2 separate regions of the Urocitellus parryii genome follow, and region 1 is linked to region 2. Evidence: chromatin contacts called from public Hi-C data. All regions are on one chromosome and are shown on one strand. The core of a region is the stretch at or near the end of the contact, and the rest is flanking DNA. Distances in the headings are between cores, read along the strand shown. Region 1 holds the start of Sptbn1 (spectrin beta, non-erythrocytic 1). Region 2 holds the start of Cimip6 (ciliary microtubule inner protein 6).

The links. A called contact is a pair of places that touch in the nucleus more often than the background predicts.
Region 1: a contact with region 2 is called in a Hi-C map of liver, with 6 times the contacts expected there. The contact joins the promoter of Sptbn1 here to the promoter of Cimip6 in region 2. A contact is called at or near these places in 2 of 2 Hi-C or Micro-C datasets (liver and muscle).

Annotation. Positions count from the first base shown.
Region 1 is chr12:75,271,097-75,275,821 of mUroPar1.hap1, reverse strand. It overlaps Sptbn1 (spectrin beta, non-erythrocytic 1), which reads right to left and starts at 1,315. Exons shown (of 36, transcript XM_026399890.2): 1 at 1,105-1,315.
Region 2 is chr12:75,127,337-75,132,248 of mUroPar1.hap1, reverse strand. Cimip6 (ciliary microtubule inner protein 6) reads right to left here and starts at 1,466. Exons shown (of 5, transcript XM_026399932.1): 1 at 1,441-1,466. The coding sequence starts at 1,466.

The DNA.
Region 1 (4,725 bases), core at 66-2,565, 140 kb before region 2:
TGCTGCATCACGGCGAGGGCACCGCGAGCCATCCATCTTGCCAAAAACGCACATCCCCGCCCAAATAAATCCCACCGAATCCCTTTTTCTCCTCTGGTCGAAGTACCCCCACACTCGCCCTCTCCTCAGTATCTGCTCTGGCTTTGACTGGAAAAATAATGGACAACGTTTTGTGTACTATAAACCCCCACCCCATCTGATGGCACCACCTGGCACCTCTCCTATCACAAAAACAAAGGGAAGCCACCCCTCCAAAAAAGGGGCCACGGGAGTGGTATGAAAGGTGATAACGAGAGGGCTGCCAGCCCACCTCCCCAAGGCAGGCAGAAGGGTCCCCACGCTGGTACAAACCTGTTGAAGAGACGGTGGAAGGAGCCGATGGGCGGGCGCAGGCGGCTCGGCTCCCCGAGGCGGCTCACGCCCAGCCCTGGGAGAGTGGGGACGACAGGGAGGGCGGGGGGGGGCGATGCGGAGGGGGTGGTGAGCCGAGGAGCGGGTGGTGAACGCGAGGATGGGGCGGGAAAGCGGGAGGGGGCCGCGCGGCCGCCGCCTCCAGCTCAGCTGCAGCGCCGCACAGCCAGGACCACGCCTGGCCGCATCCCCGGCACCGTTACGCGCACAGCCGGGCCCTGTCAACGCCGCCCCCGCTCCCCACCCGCCAGGCCAAGGGGAGGGCACCTGAAAATATCCCCTTCAGTGGCCTACTCTGCATCCACCCTTGTGCCAAGGGTCGCTTCAAGGGGTTGGAAGGAGAAGGGTAGGAGGAGGAATCGGCGCTGCAGCGCTGGGGATGGGGCCCAAGAGCCGCGGTGCGCACCGCGGATCTGCGGCCGCCACACTGCGGAGTCCGCCGTCCCCCGCCCCGCATCACCGGAGTTCTAATAAGCGTCGGAGACCTAGGCTCCCCGCGTCGCCCCCGCCCGGTCTCTGCAGCCTCCCCGCCCCCACGCCGCTCCCCGGGCACAGGGCAACAGCGGGCAGCAGCGTCCTTCGGCCCTGGGCCCGCGCCCCTCCTTCCGCCCGCCCGCCCGTCGCCGCTGCGGAGCCTGCCCGGGAGGCAGCCCCAGTGAGTTGGCATCTTCCTGCCTCGGGCCCCCTACCTACCTCCGGGGATGGGGTGGGGGCGCCGGGGTCCCGTCCTCCTCCCGCTCCTCGGCGGCCGGGCGGGTGGGCCGGGAGGCGACTCCGCGGGGCTGTCCGCGGCTGGGGCCGGGGCTCACAGGACGGGACCGCTGGGCGCTGGTGCGCGGGGTTGCGCGCTCGCTCCGGGAGGAGAGGCGGCCGAGGGAGGGACTGGAGGAATCCGCAGCCTGCACGGCAACAGCTGCACTGATTCCGGGGGCTGGACGGGCGCGCGAGGGGCGGGGGGAGGAGGGGAGGAGAAAGCAGACAGGGAGGGGGCGAGGGGCGGGGAGAGGGAGCGCGCGGACGCGGCGCGGCGCGGGCTCCGACTGCGGGCGCGCGCACACACGCTCTCCCGAACGCCCTCCTCCGTACTCTCCTCTCTTCTCGCTCCCTCCCTGCGTAGTCCTCCCTCAGCTCCCGCTCTCAGCCCCGAAGCCAGATGCCGCCCACCCAGAGCCTGTTCAGCTCTGGAGCCGAACCTCGGGCGCGTCCACGCTTTCCCAAGCCGAGGCTCTTCCCCTGGCCCAGCTCGTACCTCGTCCCTAGTGGCGGGGAATGACTGATCCGGGTGGGCGCCGCTGCTGCCGCTACCCCAACAGAAGAACAATGGGGGCTTTGTCCCCACAGCCAGCGAGGCCCAATTTCACGTTTAATTTGAGGCTAATTCGATTATCGCCATGGAAAAGGGCAGCCTAATTTTCTCCGTGGCTTGGGCAGCCTCTTTTCGCCCGCGATGTTTGCGTTTAGAACGTGATGGAGAGTGCTGAGGGAGGTTTGAGAGTGTCTTTGGCTGGGTTGGCTTTAGATCTGGGTGAGGATGCCTTGTAGGTTCCGAGCTGCATGCATTAAGGTAGATGACGCTGACCCTATCCGTGGAAACCCTGAGTTGGGGGAAGTCGGGGTTCTTACTCATGAGTTAGTGTATTAAGCTCCTTCGTGAATGATTTTTCACCCTCTCCCACAGGGTAGTTGGGAACAGACCTTGCAAGTGGTTTATCCAACTCCTACCTCTCTCACCTAAGCACAGGCTCAACTTGAACCCGAGGCCAGGTGCTGGCCACTAGATACTCAGGAGTGGCTTTGTCCTTACTGCAGTGGAGGCCCCCCAAGACGACCTCAGGACTTGGGTTTTCCCTGAGACAGACTCTGGACATTTCCTTGAGTTTTTGTTAAGTGCAAGGGCCCCTTTTCAAATGTTTGCACCCCTTATTATCCCTCTACTACCACCCTGCCCCCACCAGCTTGCTGAGTACAAATTTTAGAACTACCACTATAGGGAAGAAAAGGTGGTGAATCACCATGACCACGGAATAGAAACCCTCTTTAGAAAACGGATGGAGAAAAATGGCTTTCTCCCTGCTCTGTAAGGTGCCCAAGGCACACTATAGGCTTTCTGAGAGAAGGCTGCCCTTCCTGTTTGGAGAAGTCCTGGGAGCTTTCTCCCCCGAAGATCTGATCACCTGGATGAAAAATATGGGACAGTTAAGTAGCTTGGATCATGCAAATCGACAGAACCTGGTCTGATGGGTTTTTATTTTTGTTGTACTTTTAAAAGGAATACTTTAGAATAAAACTAAATGAAATTGTTACTGGAAACTGAAGATGATTCTTCTTTTTAGGCCTTCACCATCAGTTTGTACTAAGGTTTACTTTTGATATATATGGAAAAAAATTAAGGAAAACAAATAATTAAAAAACAATATTTTTCTCAGAAGGTTGATCAATACAACCAGAAAGTAAACTCTCCAAGGGCAGGGTCTTTGTTCTTTGTTCATTTTATAGCAAGCACTTAGGAGGTTCTCAAGAATCTCTCAAATAGAATTGAACAGAACCAACATAGAAGTTGCTGCCCTCCTTAGGTAATACAGGAAAGCCATGAGAAATCAAAGTTGTTTCCTTTCACTTATTTACTTTTTACTATGGCCCCAGCACCTCCCACCCAGACAATGTTAATGGAATACCAAAGAAAACAACAGGCAATACTGGGAAATGCCACACTTCAAATTCTTCCAAAGCTATTCTGAAATGGTGACTCCTAAATGCTTCCTTTATCACAGATAACAGTATTTAAATAAATCTTCATTTGATGGATGACTCACTTTCCCTACCCCATTCCACTCCTACTTAAGTTTTTAAAATTTTCTTCAAAAAGAAGGGCCACACACAACCTTAGAGCTTTACTCTAGCAAAGCACCAGTAATTATTCCAAAACTGTGAGACAAGTATTCAAAATTTCACTGTACATACTTGCTTTACAATTTCAAATTCTCATTCTACAGTGAAAAAAAAAATCACCCAAGAGAGTCCAGGGTGCCAATGACCAAAAAGAAACAATTCGAAGAATAGACAATCTAAATCTAGAGAGATTATTGGAGAAGAAATCTCTATGAAAGGCAAAAATCTACAAAAGAAAAAAAATGTAAAGCTTTATTAGTGGTGGCAACTCAGAATTATTATTTCCAAATATCTAAGAAGCAACTTTGTTGAAGTTCATCTTCACATTACAATCAAGGCAAATTTAAATGACCCTAGAATTCACCAATATCAGTCTGTAACATATTGATAATCTCACTTTTAAAACTGTGTGATTACACATGACTTTGTCTTCATAGAAATAGTACTTTTTTACAAAATTTTTGCAAATATAAATTGTTACTTTAACTTTCCATTTAAAATGTAGGGAGAAAATCATGTTAACATATACATTAGTAATGTTATGAAGCTGTAACACACACATTTTTGAAATCTCATAAAGGTTCCCAAATCAACAAAGGTTAATTTATTGCTGTATAAAATCAACTGTAAACTGGCCATGGTAGTGCATGTCTGTAATCCCAGAAGCTTGGAAGACTGAGGCAGGAGGATCAAAAGTTCCAGGCTAGCCTCAGCAATTTAGTGAGATCCTGTCTTAAAAGAAAAGAAAAAAGGGCTGGGAGTGTAGCTCAGTGGTAGAGACACCCTGGGTTAAATTCCCAGTAAATCGCTCAGGCACACACACACACACACACACACTGAAGTCAACTACAGTTCTAAGAGGTTCTCTGGGGACTTTGTCTTCCCTGTGTCAGCTCAGCATGTCAGAATACTATAATATTATGGTACCTTCACCTCAATTAATGTTCCCATAATCTCCATTGTAAGGGAAGAATGTAATGGAAAGCTAAGTACCAGCAACTAAATACATCAAGAAATGATATCTAGTTCTCTCTCCACATTTTATTTGCCAAAGCATATCACATGGCTACACTTGAAATCAGATCTTATATAAACAATAGGATTATCTGTTACAATCTGTTTTATTAGAAAAGAAAGAATGATTCTTTAAGTATTTCCTTATTATATTACATTAGCCCACTTAGGACTTGCCTTCTATTATACAGATAATATCCTAAAACTTTAAAATCAGAACAGATTTTGAAAACCTGAATAAATTTTTGTAATTTCTATTTACTTCTAAACTTGACTTCTTTTTTACCCTAAACTATTCTGGGAAGTTTCCTCACAATAGAAACCTTTCATTTAAGGATCCTCACGTAATTTTCTACTGGGAAAACCTAAAGACTTACATGTTTAAACTAACACCATCTGAATGAATGCTTT
Region 2 (4,912 bases), core at 217-2,716:
GTCACTATGTGCCACGTGCTGTTTGAGGTATGGAGGATACAGCAGTGAAAACAGAAAAATCACTGCCCTCATAGAGCTTACATTCTAGCAGGGGAAGGCAGATGATATATAAAATAACAAATGCACAGTCTTTTATATGGTGTTAAGTGGTGAGGACAACAATAAAGCAGGGAAAAGGAGTGCATGCATGTGGGAGGTAGGCTGCATTTTTAGGTAGGGTGGAGGCTGCTTTGTGAAGGTGGCAATTGAAAAAAGAAACGGGGGGGGGGGGGGGGGGGGGGAGCTAAGTGCATATTTGAGGGAAGAGCATTCCAAACCAGTGAACTGTAACTGCAAAGCCTTGCAGCAGGAATGTCCCCATCCTTAGCACGGTGCTTCCTGAAGTGTGATTGCTGGAGTAAGCCTCATTGGCATCAATGTGACTTCGTTAGAACTACAACTTTAAAGGCATCATTTCAATACTAAATCATCATCTCTGGGGCTGGTTCCCAGGAACCTGTTTTAACCAGCTGTCTAGCTGACTCATATATGTTTAAGTTTGAAAACCACTCTTCCACCAACAAAAATGCAGGCTTTGGTTCCACTGATTCCACATCACTCTTAACTAGCTGTGCTACCTTGATTCAGTGGATCACAAAACATTCCGTACGTGGGAGGGCTTGTTAAAGCCCAGATTATTGGGTCCCACACCCAAAGTTTCAGATTCAGTGTGTTCAGATGGGGGATCCCCTAAGATTCTGCATTTCTACAAGTTCTCAGGTGATGCTAAGATGGTCTGGGAATCACGTTGAGATTCTCTGGAGAAAACAGCAAGAAGGCCTGTATACTAGAGCAGGGTCCTGCCAGAGGGAGGTAAGCAGTAGACAAGGTCAAGTAAGGAGAGAGAGGCAAATTGTGTAGGCCTCAAGTAGAAGCCTTGGCTTTTGCTGTGCTATGCACAATGGAGGATGGTGATCTAACCTACCTTGTAAAAAGACAATTCTGACTGCTATGTTGAGTTGCTGCAGAGGGGAAAGGAACCAAAGCTATTGCAGTCTCCAAGAGTGAGAAGCTGGGGCTTGGGACAGGGTGGGGATGATAGTGGAAATGATTAACAGTGTAGAGTCTGGATACTTTGCAAGGGTAAAGCCTACAGAATTTGCTAATAAGTTAAATGTGGGAAGTGAAAAGGAGTGGATGATTTCAAGATGCCTTCAAGAGTTTTAGGCCAGGCAATGCATGTGAAGTTGCTGACACACAATACTGTGAGCAGTCAACGGTGCATTTTAAAAATTGTTATGGTAAGCATTCAGCCCCTAGAAACCGCATTTAGGAAGGGAACTGGATGAGGTTTGGCATGGACAGTGCTGGGGACCACCCCTCGGGTTTCATCTAACTCTCCCTCTTAAGGAGGAAAATAATTATCGGAAGGAGAAATAAAAATCCAAACCCTGCACTTACTGCAGCTTTTCCTCCTTTCCTTCCATGGGCTCCTACAGCCTGGCACGTGGCAACGAGGAGCCTCTATCAGCAGAACGGGGACGTAGCCTTGCTAGGAATGAGGCCCGAGAGCGAGGCAACTGTGACTCTTGCGTTGCGTTGCTAAGCGACGGCGGCCTGGCAACACGGCCGCGGAAAGGGGCGTGAGAGCTGGACCCGGACGCGCAGGCGCAGTGATCGCGGTCGGCTCAGCTCTGTGGGCCGCGGCTGAGCTGCGCCGAGCCTGGCCGGGTGTTTAGGCGTCCGCCCCACCAACCCGCTGCAGGGTGGACACCCTGCGCTTGAACTTGCCCTTCCGCCGGTAGGGCCAGGACTGGTGTTTATCACCGTGACTAGGTCCTGGGTGGGAGGGATCAGCGAGGGTCGGTTTCCGGAGCTTCCCCCGCCGAGGGAAATGCTGCTCTGGTCTGCTCATCGTCCTCCCTCCAGAGCCCAGCAGGACGTTGCCCCGGTGTCCGCAGCTGCCAGAACTGGCTCCAGAAGTGCGGGCAGGCGGGAAGAAAACGTGTTTACTCGTGAGCCATTAAATACTGTGCAAGTCGTGATTCGCTTTCTCCGGTCAAGGAGAAAGCTTGGCTGTCACTGTTTACCACCAATTTCAAGCAAAATCTTTCCGGACCCTGTGGCAATGGTTAAAATAGAACAAGGGAACACTCATCTCCTGCAAATGAGGCTCCCTGTGGTGTGTGCATCTGTCCAAGGCTGAGCGGCCTTCAGAATCAGGCGCAGGGGATTGTAGGCTTAGGCAGCCAGCTGGTTGGGACTTGTTCGTGTAGCACTTATCCAAAAAGAGCAAGCTCCTGGGAGAAGCCCACAATTACTGCGTCCATGTCTGACCCTGGAATTTCTTACCTCATTTCACCATTGCCTTCCACTTTCCACTAACCAGAGCCAAACGTCTTTGGCATCAACCATGATAACTGTTACGCATTTTCCTGCATAAGGAAGGAAATGGAAAGGAAAAGTCCTCACTGAGTCGAATTCTTCTGCGTTTCCGGCTGTGTGCAAGTGCATACGTTTTGTAACCCAGAGTCAATTTGTATATTTGAGTTTTCCTTGGAGAGGTGTAGGAGAGTGGAGATTGGGCCTAATACCCATTGTACACATATGAGCTAAAGTCCTGGCAGGACGAATGTATGAATAGATTTGACACTCAGTGACCTAACATCTACTGCTCTGGTTTTATCTTAACGATTGTAGACACTGGATACCTGGAAGTAATGGGACTTTGAATAGTGGCTCCACCACTTAAACCAGTTAGTTTAAGAGGGAAGTGGCTTAACCTCACAGAGCCTCAATGTCTTCATTCACAAAATGTGAAAACACTAGGGTTGTTATGAAGTATAATTTGATACAGGCAGAGTACTAAGAGCAGTGTGTGATGCTTAGTATTTGCTTGGTCGCGATTAGCTTTCACTATTTTTTATTTGAGCAATTCAACCTGCCTATGCTGTTACATGTCCTTGAGGTTTAGTTGACATCCTTATCATTCCTTCTAATTTCTATTTTAGCCTTCACCAATCTCTTTGATTTGATTATTCAAATCACTTATCTTCAGGGACAGTCTCTACTACTTGTTAAAAAGAAATGAAAACATTTTCTCAACTTTCTGACTCTCAAATTGACAAATTCACCTGAACCCATGTGGAATGAGTTGTTTGCCTCTATTTTGAAAGTATTAGTCTAAAATAAAAACATTTATGTCACTATCGGAAACTGTTATGCAGTTTGCATATTCCTAGGATTTATTAAAGACCATGAGAAACTTTAAAACAAATTGTGCCACAAGGAAGTCACAATCTAGTTAGGAATACAAGAGAATCACACACACACAAAAAAAATGTGAACAAAACAGAAATGAACATATTATATAGCTGATAGTCACAAGTGTTAAATTTCAGTGCTGATGATAATATTCTATTATAATGATACACCATTTATTCTTGTTGTATTCTCTGTAGGGCGATGGCATAATTGTATGGATTTTACAATAATTATTGACTATTTATATAGAAAAGCACTGGACTACTTTAGTAGTATTTTACTAATAATTATCTGACCTAAAATACATACTTAAAAATTCTCCATGATGTAGATTCTCACTTGTAAAAAAAAAAAAACTGAAAAAAATCAGTAAAAGATGTGACTTTCTCATTTGTGATAAGTAGTCTGAATGTTTACCAACAAAGTAGTTAGTTTACTAACATTGTTCAAGTTAAAAAATACCAGTGCTGTTTGAGCTAGCCAGCATACCTTCTGTGAGGGACCACAAGAGAATGGAAAGTGCTCATGCAAAATGTTATAGATTCAGAAAATTATCAATATGTTTTGGACCACAGGAAAATATCAAAAGAACAGTACAGTTGTATATCCTTGTAGGAAAGCTGGGGTTCAGGGAGATTCAGTTTCCTCTGAGTCTTTTTTTAAGTGATGTTGTTGGGATACAGGAAAGGATTGCAAACATATGGCATAAACAAAAGCTAGCCCAAATTCTATTTTTAAAAAAACAGATCATTTATTTGCCTCATACACATGTGTTGCAAGGATTAAATGAGAAAATTCATTCAGTGAACTTATCCCAGCACATGGTAGCACTATTAAAAGCTAGCTGTTAGTATTCTTCCAATTTTTATAATTGGTAAGGTGGAAGTTTCATTGAGTGCACACATTATATTGCCTTTGTTTCATTATCTTAGACTGTAAGACATTAATAAACCAAAATAAACATTAATCGAGGGCCATGGAATAAGAAATGTTAGTGTTAGTTTTGCCTATCTTTGAGAAAGGATGGGTTCAAACAAGTCACAGATGTGAGAGGGTCGCTGAGTTTTTCTCATGTCTAAGTTCAAAGCTAATTATTTTTTATCATATGTTAAAGAGAGACACATAATAAAAAATAAAAAAACAAGAATGAGTTGTTGCATCTCCAGAAAGATAAAAATCTCTAAATTTAAGGATAGGTTGGAGACTGAGAATGTAGCTCAAAATTTGGCAGCAAAATGCTTGCCTAGCATGTGTGCCTAGCATCCCTGAATTCAAGACCCTAGCATGGCAAAAAACAAAATGAAAAAAAAAAAGCCCATAGACCACCTTTGATGTAAATAAATAATCCTGTGTTTATATTAATTCATACAGATATATAAACAAAAATCTTTAAAATTTTCTAGAAATTTCTAGAAATAACTAAAAGAATTCTAGTATACCATAGATTTGTGCAAAATCATTGTTAGAAATTACTAGTTCCAAAATTTACCTTATTGAGAGAAGCACCTATATTTTATGATTTCACAATTCAAAGTTCATTTTAAAATAATCTCAACTACCGTTGCCTGTATAGAAGCTGTATAACCAAAGGATGAATGAAAAGCTAGTCTCAGCTGGGCAGAACAAGAAGGGCCATTTTACGTTATAGTGGAAAGACTGGTTGAATGAA